Linked DNA regions of Mus musculus: region 1 is linked to region 2. Evidence: chromatin contacts called from public HiChIP or PLAC-seq data. All regions are on one chromosome and are shown on one strand. The core of a region is the stretch at or near the end of the contact, and the rest is flanking DNA. Distances in the headings are between cores, read along the strand shown.

The links. HiChIP or PLAC-seq counts read pairs in DNA pulled down with a chosen protein or histone mark.
Region 1: a contact with region 2 is called in an HNF4G HiChIP or PLAC-seq map of pancreatic cancer cells. The contact joins two enhancer-like sites. A contact is called at or near these places in 1 of 15 datasets of contacts at CTCF or cohesin (large pre-B cells), 2 of 484 Hi-C or Micro-C datasets (bone marrow-derived macrophages and nephron progenitors), 1 of 115 datasets of contacts at active chromatin or transcription factors (pancreatic cancer cells) and 1 of 9 other capture datasets (embryonic stem cells).

The regions. Positions count from the first base shown.
Region 1 is chr4:138,076,788-138,079,487 of GRCm38.p6, reverse strand. The region is part of intron 3 of Eif4g3 (eukaryotic translation initiation factor 4 gamma, 3); the gene reads right to left. Among named protein-coding and RNA genes, the nearest start is that of 1700095J12Rik, 60 kb to the left of the region's middle. Within about 2 kb of position 1,372, at least 66 of the 459 cell types and tissues checked have an H3K27ac peak or open chromatin away from gene starts, as enhancers often do. A contact at or near this core is called in pancreatic cancer cells, where this site is marked.
Region 2 is chr4:137,953,925-137,956,624 of GRCm38.p6, reverse strand. Ece1 (endothelin converting enzyme 1) reads right to left here. Exons shown (of 19, transcript NM_001369179.1): 15 at 57-167. Among named protein-coding and RNA genes, the nearest start is that of Eif4g3, 38 kb to the left of the region's middle. Within about 2 kb of position 1,329, at least 55 of the 459 cell types and tissues checked have an H3K27ac peak or open chromatin away from gene starts, as enhancers often do. A contact at or near this core is called in pancreatic cancer cells, where this site is marked.

The DNA.
Region 1 (2,700 bases), core at 123-2,622, 120 kb before region 2:
GAAGTCAGAGGTAAACTGTGGCTGTCAGCGTTCCGTCTACCATGTGGGTGTGAGCATAAGATATCAGGCTTGGCAGCAAGCACGTTATCTACTGAGCCGCCATCTTATTTCCCCAGGGTCAGATATTTGAATAATCTAATAGGACCAATATGTGATCCATTGATTAAGAAAGGAGTATATAAGGGACCACATCTAAACCAGAGGCACCTTTCAAATGGGGTCCAAGTCAGGTCCCACTTATGTGAAATCAATCCCAAGACATGCAATAAAAATGCCATTCTAGGCTAGCACGAAACTCCTAAGGACTGCATTAACTAGAAAGTGCTGCCACAGAAGTCACAGCGGGTAGTCTAACCATGTGATGCTGGGACACAGCTCCTCAGCTTTGACTAACCATCTTCTAAAACAGGAAATGAACTGGGTGTAGTGACACACACCTCTAATCCCAGATCTAAGGAGGCAAAAGCAGGTAGATCTCTGTGAATCCAAGGCCAGCCTGGGGTACGTAGTGAGTTCCAGGCCAGGCACGGGCACATAAAGCGCCTCCTGCCTCTAAGTAGGACAACAACAACTCTGGAAATGCAAGTGCGCAGTTCTTGGTGTGTTGTCTTCTCATCAGCACCAGGCACTGTGCGTGGTGGAAGCGAGCAGTCAAGCACAGGCAGCCAAGCGCCAGGCAGCCAGGACACTGCGCTTCCTTCTTAAGGAATCCAGGCACCCTCTGCCCTTCAGGATGATACAGGGCTCAGGTTAGGGGGGCACTTGTGCTGAACCTCTGAGAGCAGGGGCACCCAAGTGTCAAAAAGAAGTGTCAACCACGACAAAGACTCCCTGTTTCCCAGACGAATATGCAAGTGTGATTATGAGCTCGGGCTGCTCAGAGCTTCTGCCCTCAAAGGCGTTGTGATCATGGTGGACACGCTAAACACTCAGCGCATGGCTCAGAAATTCTCTGCACAGGGGAGAACCCGAGACTCACAGGACTCAGTAGCAAGGACAGTCAGAACAACGTACGTGCACTTCTCCACAAGGTTGCACCAGTGATTGCAATAAAAGGCCATGAGTAGAAAACACATGACAAGGTACCTCCCGAATTGCCTTTAGAGAATACGACCGACCGCTATCTTCCACTGCTCTTTGTATTTAAATATCCCACCACAATACTAACAGTAGAGCCAGAGTGTATAGGAGGAAGATACAATCATTTAGAAAGGAAAGCACTCAATAAGTCTCCAATATGACTTCCATCTTGCAAAACTAAACAAAATATAAAAACAAAACAATACCCACACAAGTTATATTTAGACCATGGATGAGCAGGCTAAGTCAACATTGCCTCCTGTGTAATGCGACTCCTAGAGAACTCACCCTGAGGATAAACAGATATCACATGAGCAGGCCCAGAGAAGAGCTGAGTCACCCACCCCTGGCTCTCCACAACTACCATACCATAACTTTCTGCTGCTTTCCCCATTCCCACCACCAAGTCAGTTTCCTACGATGCCCAAAATGACACCCATTTTGATGTGTATGATAGAGACCAGCTTAAGAACATCAGGGCTCTGCCCCATCAAGTCCTTAGTGATACAGAAACTAGCAGCCTGCCAGGCTGGCAATACTCAACATGGCCACACCCTATCCACCAGGGAGGCAAGAACCAGGCCTGTGCATCTGCACACAACAAACGCATCCCTAAGGCACTGCTCTAGAGCAAAGCTGCTTCCCTTTCCCATGAAGATGCTCATTCCATCACCAGTAGTCAGTATTTGGTTCCCAAAGTCTTCTTCCTCAGGTCAGAGTAAGAGAAGCAATCCAGCAGTGTATAGAATTCTGATTGGTTGTTGAGAGCAGTGAGACAGAAGGAAAGGGTGTATCAGCGGCACAACTGATTCACAAGTCACGAAACACCTAGAAAAAGCCAACTGTGGAGGGGGCTATGTGGAGAAGTAGAAGTAGCAAGAATGTCCAAAGGCGAGAACGTCACTGGAGGTTTCCAAGCAGGTCCAACAGTGACTACTTAGCAAGCAATGACCTTCCTGCCAGTCATCAGGGAAAGGAGAGCAGCGTCTTGGGGACACACAACAAAGAGCATCATGGAGCACAGTCCTGACACAGGAGAGCAAGCCACCTAGGCTGGAACCAACAGAGGTGGAGGGAGGGCGGGGTGCACAGGGCAGGAACTGGACAGGACACTCCACAGTCAGAATGATGTGAGGTAGAAGAACAAGGTTTTAGGGCCAGACTAAAATCCTAAAACAGAAGAAGCTCAACGAAGTGCTGTCCTCAGATGTGTTAAAGCAGTAAGACTCAGCTAAAGGCTCAAGTGTGGTACCTGCAGGGAACCTGGACAAAGGTGAAGAGGATAAATAGTATACTAAGGAGAACTAGAAGGCAAGATGGGTGAACAGACAAAGGTGCTTGCTGACAACCTGGGTCTCCAGAACCCACGGTGGAAGAAGAGAACTGACGCCCACAACTGTGTGAGTGCATACATATAAACACACTCATAGCCAGGCAGTGGTGGCGCACGCCTTTAATCACAGTACTTGGGAGGCAGAGGCAGGGGAATTTCTGAGTTTGAGGCCAGCCTGGTCTACAAAGTGAGTTCCAGGACAGCCAGGGCTACACAGAGAAACCCTGTCTTGGAAAAAACAAAACAAAAACAAAAACTAAAAAAAACAAAAAACAAAAAACAAAACA
Region 2 (2,700 bases), core at 80-2,579:
AGACTGGATTGGGGATTGCTGAGGCTGGGGAGTGGTTGGGCTAAGACATAACCTACTTGGGTGAAGAGCGGGTATAAAATGGCGCCTGCAGTATTCCAGCTGGAAACACGATCTCGTTCTTGGTGGGCGAGTAGTAAGCGTTCACCATGGGCGGCGTCATACTCCACCTGCAAGCCACAAGCACACGTGAGCTCTCCCGCAAACCTGCTGGAAGGGGAGGGGGACGTGGCTTAGAGACCGTGGTCTGGAAGCTGGGCGTGGTACACTTTGAGAGGCAGGGGCAGGTGGATCTCTGTGAGTTTGACACCCACCCAGTCTACAGAGCCAGTTCCAGGACAGCCAGAGCTACATCATAGAGACAAACTGTCTCAAACAAACAAATGTGGCTTTTGGGAGCTGAGGGATGTGGGTCAGAGTGGAAGAGTGTTTGTCTTAAGATGTACAAAGCCCTGGGTTCAATTCCCAACACTGTGTAAAACAGATGGCAGTGCACGCTGTAATGCAGGCAAGAGGAAGCAAAGGACCAAGAGGTCAAGGTCATCGCCATCCCATCCTTACAGTCACACATCTGAGTGCCAGGCTCAAGATGCTTTTAGCAGCAGCTCTCAAATGCCGACCAAGGCTGCCCTCAAAGGTGCTCTACCAAAAACCACAGAAGCTGCCTGAAATGCTATCATTGTGGAGGCAGAGCCAGGAGGTGGTGGCACACACCTTTAATCCAGGCCCTTGGCAGGCAGAGGCAGGTGGCTCTCTGAGTTCAAGGCCAGCCTGGTCTACAGAGCGAGTTCTAGAACATCCAGCGCTACACAGAGAAACCTTGTCTTGAAAAACAAAAGCAAAGATGTGGAGACAGGAGGATCAGGAGTGCAAAGTCCTCCTCAGCTGCGTAATGAGTTCAAGGCCAACGTGGGTGACGTGAACTTGCGTTTCAACCCCCCCAACCCCCAGAAAAAAAACACCACCATCACCACCACCACCAACAACAACAAAAAACCCAAAACAGGCAGCGGGCAGGTGACTGGGGAGCAGGATCAGAGATCTGGAGCTTGCTAGCTAGACTAGTGACTCTGGGTTCAAGAAGGAGACCCTGCCTCAACAGAATGGAAGCTAATGGAGGAAGATGCTTCCATCTCCCCCTGTAAGCTCCACACACGCAAATAAGCACACATGTGCAAACAAACAAACAAAGCCAGAAAACCCCCTCTAGGAACAAGCCTCAAACCCAGACCGACAAGCCACACTCACTCTCTGAATGTCCCTGAGAGGCTCTCTAAGCCCAGCCCCCACAGCACAAGCCTCTTGCTCTGCGTCACCCGGTGGGCCTCGCCCACGAAGCGCATCAGAGTTCTTATCCTGCTTCCTTTCCAGAGTGGCTGACAAACCACAGGCATGTGCAAGCAGATACTGCACATTTTCTTGTGGATGGGTGGGGTGAGTTCACAATCTCTGGGAAAACAACTGATGTCATCTGTTACCCATGACAAGAATGTAAGGTTTCAAAATAATCTTGGGGTGGGCTGAGATGGCTCAGTGACTAAGAGCACTGGCTGCCCTTCTAGAGGACCTGGGTTCAGGTCCCAGCTGCCATAGGGCAGCTTACAATGGCCCGTAAATCCAGTCCCAGGGGATCTGATGCTCTCTTCTGGTCACCAGAGGAACTGCATGCGTGTGGTAGACATATATACATAAAATAAATACATGCGTAAAATAGGTAAAAATCCTTTTCTTTCTTTCGTTCTTCCCCCACCCCCCTGAAAAAAGAGTTTCTATCTGTTGCCCTAGGTCTTGGAAGTCCCTCTATAGATCAGGCTGGCCTGGTAACTCAAAGATTCGCCTACCTCTGCCTCCTGAGTGCTGGGATTAAAGGCATAAGCCACAACCACCCAGCTAATTTTTTTTATTATTATTATAAAAGGGATAGTAATATGTACAAGCATTAGACTATGCACAACTATTAAAGTCTTCCTCTTTCCTGCTGGGCATGGTGGAACAGACTTTTAATTCCTGCACTTGGGAGGCCAAGGTGGGCAGATCTCTGTGAGTTTGAAGCCAGCCTGGTCTACATAATGAGTTCCAGGAGAGCCAAGGCTAGGTAGAGAGACCCTGTCCCAAAAAAATCCAAAAGAAAAACCACGACCAACAAAAACCTTCCCACTTCCTAACTGGCTGTCTGTGTGAGGCTGGCTTTTCTATATATACTCTTAAGCAAACTGTTAGAGTGGATGATATAGAGGCAGACATGAGAACCCAGCTGCCTGCTAAACCAGAAATAAAGAAAGCTGAGGAGACTGGGGCTGAGCACAGTTGTAGAGAAAGGCTGATTCCACCCCCAGAGCTGGTCCTGAAAACAGTAAACCTCTGTTTTTATCAATACCTCTGTTTTTATCATCCACTCAATTATCTACCTACCGAGAAAAGATTCATGGGAGCTAGAGAGATGGCTCAGCAGTTAAGAGCACTTTTTTGTTTGTTTTCTTTTCTTTCTTGTTTTTTGTACATTTTTGGTTTGTTTGTTTTTCCAAAACTTTGGAACTCACTCTGTAGACCAGGCTGACCTCAACTCCGATCCGCCTGCCTCTGCCTCCCCAGTGCTGGGATTAGAGGCGTGCACCACCACTGCTGACTGCACTTGTTGCTCTGGCAGAGGACCTGGATTTGGTTCTCATTATCACATGGCAGCTCACAACCATCTGTGTCTCT